Linked DNA regions of Gasterosteus aculeatus: all the other regions are linked to region 3. The links are chromatin contacts, called in public Hi-C maps. All regions are on one chromosome and are shown on one strand. The core of a region is the stretch at or near the end of the contact, and the rest is flanking DNA. Distances in the headings are between cores, read along the strand shown.

Region 1 (3,652 bases), core at 388-2,887, 360 kb before region 3:
TTTTGTTTTCAAAACTCTGCGCCTGAGTCCTGCTTCTGGCCACGCCAACCCAGTCATTGTGACAGTAACTATAATCAATGCTATTGTTTCCGATGTCTTCCATAACAATCCAGGGATGGAATAAAAAAAAACATGCAGTTGTCTCCTATTAAAACGTTCCGTTAGACATGACACGTTTCTAGTCTATTTTGGAAAAGTGATGGACATAAACTGACAAGCTTTTTTTAACAAAAACAATTATTATTTTACACCTTTAAAGATATTGTAGGTGTGTTACAAACTACTCTGCACAAGGCACATTGCGACAGAAAAAATTGCACCATGACTGAGCTGAAATTCAATTTTATCATAACAGGCCCTTGTACTGACGTGGTTGCCAAATTCCTACAGGGAGACGCGGAGCCTCAAACTGTGCTCAATCAGGACCGTGATCGCCAAAAGCTTGGCTGAAACCCCCCCCATCAGCCCAGACACGAACACTGATACTCCCCCTGCAACAATTTATCCTAATGAGTCGTGACTGGTGGTGTGTGTGTGTATGTCTGCAGACAGCACGGTTTCTGATGTCAGTGCTTCGTACAGAGATTTCAGTGTGTGTCTCCAACATGTATTTCTATGGGGACCATTCGTCAGAGCATAATGATTTCAGTTGCAGACTTTTTCAACTTTTAATAGGTAATCCATCACACTTGAGATGCATTTTACATTTCTTAGGGTTCTCTTGATGTCTCATAGCTACTGTACGTAAACATTAATTTGCAAAGCATGACCGTGCACTGTGGTCTGGTGCGTTCAAGAGCCGATGAAAAACATAGGCAGTTGAGTCGTGTGGGAGGAGAGCGGCTTCAGCTTAACGGTCTACAAGGAGCGACCTAATTCATACAATCCTTTTCATGAAGTCTGCTTGCTTTTGGGTTGTTTTATATCTCTGCATTGAATCCTCTCTCTGCCCCTCTGCTCTCAGGTGGGTGAGCCTTGAATAGAGCGGGCCTGTGATAGTTGCTAACAAGTACAAGTACAGGTGTCCAGCTGCCTTTTACAGGGAGATAGCAAGAGATTGCATTTTCCTTCAGTTCCTTCAATGATTTAAATGTGCCCTTTTTTAAGATATATTTCGGCAGGGAATTTTTTGACAGTGATGGTGGAGAGAGACAGAGGGGAGAGAGAGCATGAGAATGGCATGCGGCAAAGTAGCAGCTCAGAAGCACATATGTGGCATAACTGCTCGTCTATCTGGGTTCCCTTTTCGGGTCTGATGGTAATTATCCATGTGGTTCATTTGTATATTAGTAGCTGATACTGAGCAAAATGCTGTCTTTTATGCAGAAAGAATTGCCTCAGTCTCAGACTGACTGCCACAGACTTTCCATTCCGTGCCAGTGCCACAGGGAGGATCTCGGCCTTGCTGCCTTTTAGTCCACCATAACTCAGCTAATTACAGCACACCATTTTTCACTGTTTAGGGTTAAGAAGTGATGTTTCTGGTCACGTGAGGCCCCTGACCCCCTAAATTGATACTGTGTGAGGATTACAGACTGTAATCGTTGAGGGCTTTGGGGAAGAAACCTTATTCATCTGTTACCTTTTTTATTAATTACTGGAAACAAAACTTGTCTTTTTAAGCTGAAGTTCCTAACCTGGTCTGATGGGGGTAGTAAAGGACCACGTAAAAGCCAGGTTCACTTCCCTGCAGGAGCAGATATGTGCCCCAGCATGTCTGTTACAGGAAAGAGATAATTAGAGGCAATAAATAAAAAAATATGAAGCATTGACACCATATGCTCTCTATTTATCTCCTCTTTTTCTCACCTACACATTTGTCAAGTTGCCAGAAGGATCCAACAGCTACAGGTGTTCACTCTTACAGGAATACACAGCGTGTGAGGGCACTGACCCGTCTTTCTCTCACAACCTTCCCATCCATAGCTGGATGGGTCGCTATTGTTTTTTTTTGAGGAAGTGACGAGCACTGAAGGGTTAGCCAATAGCTCCCAGTAAAACTATGATACTGCACTCACCGCAGACAACATCGCCATCTGAGTTGGAAGCATGCGTTGAAACCAACACCAAGTGTTCTGAGGAAGAACTCAGGCTGAGCTGCCATATGTTCAGACACTATAGAGTCAGTGAAATCAGAAGTTGTGAATTGTTCACTGTGAGTAACTTCATGAAAAAAGCAAACTGTTGCGATGCCCGAACGGGGGAGAACAAGAAATTAGCTTCAGATATTTTTATTTAGTCTGTATTAAGGGTATTGACAACCATTGGATGGATTGCAATAAAGTTCAGCATAGCTTGCATTCACGTTAAGGATCTTTTAGTTCATCTAGTTTTTGGACAAAACTCTTGAAGCTGATGACATGGCCCCGAGGTCCAGTGAATTGGAATTTAAGTGTCATGCCAATTAGTAAATGTTACTAAGCGAAGAAAATAATTGGCGCACTGTAGCTTATAAAATGGTAGACAAGAGTTTTTCTGGAAATGTAGTTTGATTGTTTTTTCTCCCACCAGCATACTGAGTAGACAGTATGCATCTGACTGCTTAGAATATGTCCATCTATGCTGAAGATTATTGTGCATTAACAGAATTGGTGGAGGTTTGATATGGTTCATGATTTAATGGTTGCATGCTTTTTGCATAGTGCTATCATATGTCATTGCAATATCCTGATTATGAAAAAAATACCCTGTTCTAATCCTGTTTTAATGAATGCATATGCTGCATAAAGAAATTATACAATCTTGAGTGTTTCATTTAGAACAGCAACAATCCTTCAACAATCAGTTGTTTGTTTGTGGTTGACAGTTTGTATATCGACTATTTCTTTGGCAGGAATAGGTGCAATAGAAAGTGTTAGTTACAAAAACAAGCGTTGGGAACAATATCCCTGGAAACCTTAAACGCCAATATCTTTGATGCAAATTAACCTATTTGCATGTCTGGATCCAGATGGATTGTTTTTCTTTTCTGTAGCAAAGGTGAACAAAAGCCCTTCGCTTTTGGTAGTGCCATCTCATCCATCTGTTTCGTTCCCTCCATCTCATTCCTTCTCTCACCCTTGCGCACACCATGGGATTTGGCGCTAGTCACTTAGTACATGATCTCAGGGATTATCAGCCAGTATGCTTGTTAATGATGTCATCACAAGGTCCCTGTAGAGCTGTTGAGGTCTGCCGGGGAATGATAAAGGCCTCATAGTTAAACACCAGAATGGTGTTTTTAAGCCATGAACTGGCAACACAATCAAAGATGATGTGTTTTTGGAGGAGGTCTTTGGAGACTCGGCTGTGGTGGCGCGTATACTGCTCCAAGAGTCTTATATTCTGTGGGTGGGAACACAAAGATGTGCACAATGTGGGAGGCTGATGTTAACAACTGTTTGAGAAGAATTGAGACTGTGGGATCTTCTTTTAATGTTCTGTTGTTATTTCTGTGGGTCATTCTTTTAGCAGTTGACACTTTATTCCACCAAACTTGGTTGCATTCCAGTTTAGCTCTTTTGCTGTAAAACATCTGAGTTAAACGACTTCAGCTGCTTTGATTTGTTGTCCATCCAATTGAAGTTATCCCAATCCCAAGATAATGAAGAAGTTAAAGGAGTAGAGCAATATTTTGTGTTTACGTTGGCTTCTTTCCAACCTGCGGATAAAG
Region 2 (4,068 bases), core at 591-3,090, 400 kb before region 3:
GAGATTCCCCCCCAGGGGGAACGGGCATGAGCCTTTGCAGTGGTAGGCATTGTATCCCCGCGGAGAGATGATCCAACCGGACCAGCCAATCTCCTCAAAGTCCACAAAGAGTGGAACCCGCCGGCAGGACTGGGAGCGGCCATGGGGCAGGAAGCCGGAAGATGCACGCCGTCTCCGGCTGCGGTGCTCGTGTAGCTCGGTTGCTGCTGCTGCAGGTTGGGCTTGTCCTGTAGAAAGAGAAACGCGTCAACATATGTCAAGCGATAGCCCTTTACTTTGAGTCCTTCTATTTAGCGTGTACAATCATGTAATGGATGGTTTATGACGCACTGTAATGGAGCAGCTGATTTAATTGGTCGATTCAGATCTACTTCTTTGAATACTATGTCGAAATGCATGACGTAAAATCCCCAATATGTTTCATCAATCCCCTTACCCAGGTATGACTGGTTTGATGCTCCTGTCCTCCCATCGTCTGAGAAGATGACCAGGTAGGCATTTGTGTCTGTCAGCTCTCCATTCTGCTTGGAGGAGGACACCAGTGACTGTATCCAGTTCCTAGAGGAGAGTGAGGTCACCACCAGGATGCCATTCTCCTGGCTGTTGCGGATCCACTTTGACACCTGGAAGTCAGAACGAGATTCATCAGTTCAAACGCCAGAAACACGGCAGAAACGTCTCAAAATGAGATACTTCACTGCAATCGAACAGCTCTAAATATTTGAATGCAAGAAGTCAAAGTAGTGACCAGAAGAAAAGATTGAACAATGGGGAGTGTGTTACCGTTTGAGTGACATTGAAGACTTCCCATCCTTGTGAGTAAAGGGGCACCAATCTTGAGGTGATGAGGTTTCCTCTCCATGGCCTCACTCGGCTGTCCAGCACCTCATACAGATCCACCTGTAGTCACAACACCAAACAGTTCACTAAACTGTGAGCATAAAAGGGAACAACGCACTATACCTGAAATAAGGGCCTACACCAACTAAAGGGACACTAAAAAAGTGTGATCCTTGTTCTTATTTGGTCAGAGTTGTAGACCATTCGCTCTCAAAAATATGTCAAATATTCAAATGTTATACATGAAGAAATGCCATCCAAAATGTATTTTACCTTGTAGAAATGTGGCCCATAAGACTTTCCGAGGAAAAACTTCTGTTTCTTTCGAAACCAACGGAATTCCGCTTTGACCATTCTCTCCTCTCTACCAAACGATGAGAGATTGAAGATGTGAAACCTCTCTCCAGCGTGACCTGCAGGGAGACGGACATGAAACACATTTGTTGGTCAAGAAATACTCCATAATATTTCAAATGAGCTGCTGAACGGTGATATTATCTGCGCGTAACCGTGCGTAATTGCTAAACACAATTCCGTTGTGTAACAACGGCGCCCTCTCATCCAACACATTTCCAAAACAAACAATCACAAAACACCAGTAGCTCATACGGACATGTCTTACCTTTGTCCTCGAAACTCCGCACTATGTTTCCTTCTAGAATGTCTTTCTGGCTCTTCGGGCTCCCGTCGTGTACTGCCACCGCGTTAAAGAGATCCAACATGAACTGCGGCGCCTTCTTGTGAGGGGACGCGGGTGCGCGGGGTAAACCCTCCAGGTGCAACAGCGCGTCCACCTCGTCGCTCGCCTCGTTGGTCGCATCCGACCCGTCCCGGAGCGCCGGACTCCCGCGGTCCAGCGGCACAGCGACGCATCTCAGCTGGAAACCGAGGACGAGCCACAAGCGCAAAGCTCCTGTTGTCATTTTTAGTGAGAGGGGACTGAGCTCTACACCTGTGAGACGGGGGGTGATAAGGGCCGCCCCGCTGCCTTTGATGACTGTTTGGATGATTGGGGAGTGATTGATGATGGTAAAAAGACAACACAAAGACAAGGTGAAAATGACCCGAGAATCGGCTGTAAAAGATAATACATTAATAAATAGAAGATTTGTAAAGCAAGGTTACATTATGTCAAAGGCCATTTTTCGAATGCCCTTTTCGTTGTAGTGTCTGCACCGATCCGTTTTAGGCTTTAAATGCATAAAATAACCACATAAATGTATTTATTTCATCAAGGCTTTTGACTTTGTCAGGAATCTCTATTTCAACAAAATAAAACAAAAATGGACTAATTACACAAAATAATAAAATGCTCTGGTCAAAATTATGACTTTTGTGTCAGTCATAATAATTAGAGACCAAACTAAAATCTTAAGTGCACTGTCAGCCCACACACTGACATCCAGCTGATGACTGGCAGGTGACTTGCAGAGTCACCAACTGACAAAGAAAAGGCCTATAGAACTACACCAAAAACATTAAAATCAATATTTTTATGGATAAGGAAGCATTGTTTTTAGTGATTTTTACATCTGATATAAGACATGGGACAAAATAAATGCAGGCTGTTAGAATAAAACGTTTAATACGGATTAATATCTCTTTTTATGAGTCGCCATGGAAACCACAAGTCGTTGAATTTACCCGTTTGACTCAATGTATGCATTATTGCATAGATACATGTGTTGTGAATGGATACATGTGAATGTTGACTGCAAATATACTGCAAGTTATACGTTTAAGTAATTCATTTAAATTCATTTCACTTTATATATTCTGGATCTAAATATATGCAATATAAGTGCATTTCTTGTTTTCTTTTATTTTCCTATTATAGTAGGGACCAATTTGCGGGCCAACCAAATCAAGTTATCCTAATATGATGTTATGTCCCCGGTGTTCCCCATCATGCGTTTCCCGGCCAATGGCCTGTTATCAGTATGAGGCCAGTTGCAAGAGAGCAAACGAACAGAAGAGCAGTGACGCAAATGGAGCGAGTGCCCGTTAATGCGCACATTTCCCCACAACGCAACGGTCATCGTATCCATGTGCCACCCCACCCCCCCCCCTCCACCTACCTCCCCTTACCCGTTACTGTTTGGACAGTGAGTTGACAACGAAATCAGCGTAAAATGTTCATTCCAGATTATATGATGATCTCCAATCAATCAGGTCAAACAAAAGGGATCATATTCACAAGATCGTCATGCTGATCAATGTCCCCAGTACCCCTCCCTGCCCCCCTTCCCCATTGTTGATCAAATTCAGGTGATTACACAGGAATGATGATCCCCTCATTTAGGGGCCATTACTCAGGTTAAAGGCCCCATAGTGAATTGGGTCTTGTCTGATTTTTCTCGTATCACCAAGCACCCACACTGTCAGATTAAACACAGGATAGATTATAGCTATAAACACCCTAAACAGAGAGATACCAGGATCAAATGATTGCATTTTCTAAAAACAGTATTTTTGTCATTGCATTCCATCTTTGTGATGTATTGTTAAAAGTGAAGCTTTGAAACAAATTATTAAGGGGAAAGGTATTCTATTTATTCAAATGACAAACTCAATGTTATATATCACAGGGAAAAAAGCCTGTGGAGGCCCTTTGAGGGTGTGTTCCTCCTTAAGTAAGGAAATGAGATGCTGAGGAAGCCATTACTTAAGGGAAGTTGGAGAGGAGCACAGCATTGTGCTCCTGATGCATGCCACCGTGCTCCTCTTTACACTGTATGTGTTCTGAGTGTGACGTCTGGCACGTGAACCTATATGAGACAGCTGGTGAGTGTGGGGTGTCCTCAAATGTTTACACAGACCATGTGCTGATGTGAGATAGACTTAAAGGGAAGCCCTCTGACGTGGATTGGTGCTCAGGACGAACGCTGGTGCATCATGGCTGTGGCTCAGTTTGCCACAGTTATTAGTTAAAAGCACAGAACGGTTTAAGATGATATCTGGCTCTCTTGGATGAGAAGAGTGATACCACTCCTTGTATTGAGTGGTATCCATCTTCTTATCTTACTCATTTGTTATCACAGTGGCGAGTGGATGGTATTGTTTTCATAAGGGTCACAAGCATGCTAAAGGCTAAATGCAGTCCCAGAACTTTTAAAGTTGAGGTTCAAAATGAAGGCAATTCGGCATCAGGGCTGGTTTGATCCCAGATATACTTCATTTAGATCTAGATGAAGCAGCAACCTCAGGTGAGGAAAAATAAAGCCAATA
Region 3 (3,485 bases), core at 770-3,269:
TTAGTGCTTGTCAACTTCTATCGTTTTTGGTCTCGTCCTCTTCCTCAAACCATTCAAGGTGTATGCAGACTTTTACTACCTGATCCCAGTGTAGTTTGTTCAGAGTTTAGCTGGTTCTGTCCAGAAGCTCCTCCAATTCCATGCTGACGCTGCAGTTCAGTTGGTGTTTTGATTTTTCTAGGTTCTTCTTGGGAGAAAGATTGTCCTCTCACGTCAGGAAATGCTGCTCGAAGACACCTTCCTTCTGGCTAGCTCGCCAAATATGTTACCCTTCTCTCAGTGGCGTGTCAAAACAGCAACACCTTAAAAACCTGTAAAAGTAACCCGCTTCAATGATGGTGGTGTCTGTGCAACTTCTGTCTCCCGTCAGCCGTTCTTCTTCTTCTTCTTCTTCTTCTTCTTTCCCACGCAAGCACATGTACGATGCACAGACCCCTCCCCCCCCCCCTAGTGGTGAGATGGTGGCACCTGCTGGTCATCTTTGACCCTACACAATTAAACATTACAGCAGAGTCGGCCGGACGAAAACAATAGTGATGAAACAACTATATAACATCTATATTACATATGGCATCTCAGTCATCGCTCTGGATTCCAAATATGGTAACTTCCCATTAACTGAACGAATGAAAAAGTACCCTCTAAATTTGTCTTGACCTCACTACATTCACAGTTCTGCTGACAGCATGCCTTTCTGAGTTGTTTGATTCCCTCTTTTATTCTAAAGCCAACAACACTCAGAAATCCATACATTTGTTTACATATTTAAACTAAGCACAAAAAATACCACTGTCATTGTGTTTGTCTATAATTTTCCTTTTTGTGCATGGGGTTTGGCATCCTCCACCCTCTCAGAGATAATCCACTGAAGCAAATGGCTTCATATTACTCCTGTGGCAGATATTGTTTCAAAGAGAAAATAATCTACACAAAAACTTGAGCAGGCCATGTTTGGCGTCGTTGAGGATAGTCTCGCCACTGAGTCGGTGAAGGTAACATCAGCAGACAGTATTTGTGGCGAGGGGATGAGGCTGCACCTGGGTCCTCCCTCTCTCATGGCCCTGGACTTACCGTAACAAAGCCAGTCCTTTAAACTATCAAAGAAACATTGTGGGCTTTGTTGGCGAGGCAATGAATTACCATAAAGAAAGTCCCATTTGGGTGGGACTTCTCATTTTAAGACTCAGATGCTGCTTAAGTAGTTTAGCACAGTCAGGGAACAGAGAGGGTTGAACAACTCTGCAAAGTGATGATAGCATCAGTGGTTTTAGCTTTTTGCTGCAACATTTGCCAGGTCAACACAAGTAATGCTACAACGTAATCTAACAGGAGGCGCGCCTAGCATGCCGTTTTTTGATTGGCCAACATGGCACCTTGATGATGTAGTATTGCGCTCCAAACACAAAGCAGCCAACCTGTTGCTAGCAACATTTGCTTCGTGGCTAAGGTGGGGAAAGTGTCACAGAGTTTCACCCCGAAAATGTCCTTCTCATGGGATCTATTTCTCATGGGATCTATTGGGCATGTTATACTCACATTTTTCTCATCTGCCATGCGTGCTTTGCAGCAGCTACTCTTAAGCCCTTGTGCAATGCAACTGCCTCTACAGTTAGGGTGAAGAAATCAAAGATACATTCATGATAGCTGGGATTGAATAAAGACATCTCTGGCTCCGTTAACCAGAAACAGACAAACACATAAACACACAAGCACAGCCTGTCATCGCTAAACTTTATTATTATTTTGAGCGTTTATTCTCCCAGCATGGCGGCGGCATGTTCCCAAAAGATTTAGTTGTACTAAAGATTCCAGGGATAGATGCAAAACACGCTGCCCGTGGTTACAGATCTGAATATATCCATATATAAACCACACCATGACTGAGAGAAACAAGTTTATACCGGAGAGCAGTTAAGAAATCCTATGTATTTTTTTGACGAAAGGCGCCGTCGCAACCCTGTCTTGTGTCCCTTTGGACACGCTTATTTTACAGGTGGTTGAAATGTATTTTATATATAACTCTTTTGTGGAGCGCTGCTGCCACTGTGTGCTGTTAACGTGGACGTTCTTGTTCAGGCTAAACTGTCCAGGGAAATTAAAGTGTGACTCATTTTTGAGAGTTTTCCCGCTGCGGACTAAGGCGTATCTTATTTACCCGAGGTTCATGTGATGAAGCATCTACTCCAACTACAATAACTTACATTCAAAGGTGCCCAAAGAAAGAAACATTCTTTTCCTCTCAATAGCTTACAGTATGTCCATCACTGTCTTTCGGGTAACATATTAATGTGCCTGTGATACATCAACATATATACAAAAGAAAGATGCTTTGATGGTAATGTTCCAATATTGTTGTAATTTGTTATTACTGTGGATATATATAAATAATCCAAGGAAGCTGGAATGCCTTCACTGTAGGACCAGCTTGAAGGGTTAAGGGGATCTATTGGCAGATACAGAATATATCATATCCACTATTATGTTTTTAATTATGCCCTGGGGATAATTATCTGACAATTGTCAAGTTTTTGTATCTACGCATAAAGTTTCTCATTTGTTGTAAGTAGCCCAGAAAGAACATAGAGACCCTTTCACACTTTTTTGTTAATGTGCCAGCAGAGTTGGGCAATAAATCAGATTTTATCAGTGCTGGTTCAAGACAGTGTTGAAGAATGAATCAGCGTGAATCATTCGTTGTTTTTTTTCCTGATCTACAGGTCAAACTAACAGGATCATTCTGTGAGGCAAAGATGGCCAAAGCTTCTGTTCTGTGATAAATAGGGAGCTGCTGTCATCTACTGACCTATTTATGTATTACAACTATAGAAATAGGAAAAAAATGTTACAGAATGTTTAGAAAACATCTATCACAGACACAAAGATATTCTAGAGTAATGGAAAATGAAATCCTAGCAGTAACCGATCTTTCTTGTGTTAACTGTATGAAACCATGACCACTCATCTTCGGCTGGCATTCTTAATCACACATTGGACCCACAATAGCCTCCTGGTATCGGTACTTTATCACGGGCCATGCAGACAGTTCACCAACGAACCAGTTTACTCCTGTAACCACCAAACCATCCTCAGCCATTCGATTTATTTCAAATGAAAAGTGGATGTTATGGAGAGACTTTGAGGAAAGCTATTACCAACAAAAAGCCTCCCATGGCATAAAATATAGTCCTGGAAAAAACAGAAAATGTCAACTTTAAAGTATTACATTTCCTCTAAGATAAAAACCAACACATTGGATGTTTATTGTTTGCGTCCCGGTGCTTTTCTTAAACAACTCAGTCTGCATCTCGGAGACAACCCACTCCACCCTTAAACCCTCGTCATCTCCATCTGTTTCTATTTTAGCAAGTGAGAAATCTACTTGCATCACCCACTGAGGCAGACAGGATTTCTGGCAATGCAACCTCAAGTATTGACAAAGGATGCAAAGATCAAACTATTTTTCAGGAAAATACAGAGAGGGACCT

What was found. A called contact is a pair of places that touch in the nucleus more often than the background predicts.
Region 1: a Hi-C map of skeletal muscle shows a contact between it and region 3, with 5 times the contacts expected there. The contact joins two enhancer-like sites. A contact is called at or near these places in 2 of 6 Hi-C or Micro-C datasets (skeletal muscle and tail fin).
Region 2: a contact with region 3 is called in a Hi-C map of skeletal muscle, with 5 times the contacts expected there. The contact joins the promoter of LOC120819618 here to the enhancer-like site in region 3. A contact is called at or near these places in 3 of 6 Hi-C or Micro-C datasets (skeletal muscle and tail fin).

What each region holds. Positions count from the first base shown.
Region 1 is chr5:4,994,469-4,998,120 of fGasAcu3.hap1.1, forward strand. No RefSeq gene overlaps it. Among protein-coding and RNA genes, the nearest start is that of LOC120819618, 43 kb to the left of the region's middle. Within about 2 kb of position 1,638, at least 3 of the 9 cell types and tissues checked have open chromatin away from gene starts, as enhancers often do.
Region 2 is chr5:4,951,801-4,955,868 of fGasAcu3.hap1.1, forward strand. LOC120819618 (bone morphogenetic protein 2) reads right to left here and starts at 1,841. Exons shown (of 5, transcript XM_040177190.2): 1 at 1,463-1,841; 2 at 1,114-1,253; 3 at 784-900; 4 at 437-623; 5 at 1-227. The coding sequence starts at 1,763.
Region 3 is chr5:5,349,457-5,352,941 of fGasAcu3.hap1.1, forward strand. No RefSeq gene overlaps it. Among protein-coding and RNA genes, the nearest start is that of LOC120819845, 3.9 kb to the right of the region's middle. Within about 2 kb of position 2,020, at least 1 of the 9 cell types and tissues checked has open chromatin away from gene starts, as enhancers often do.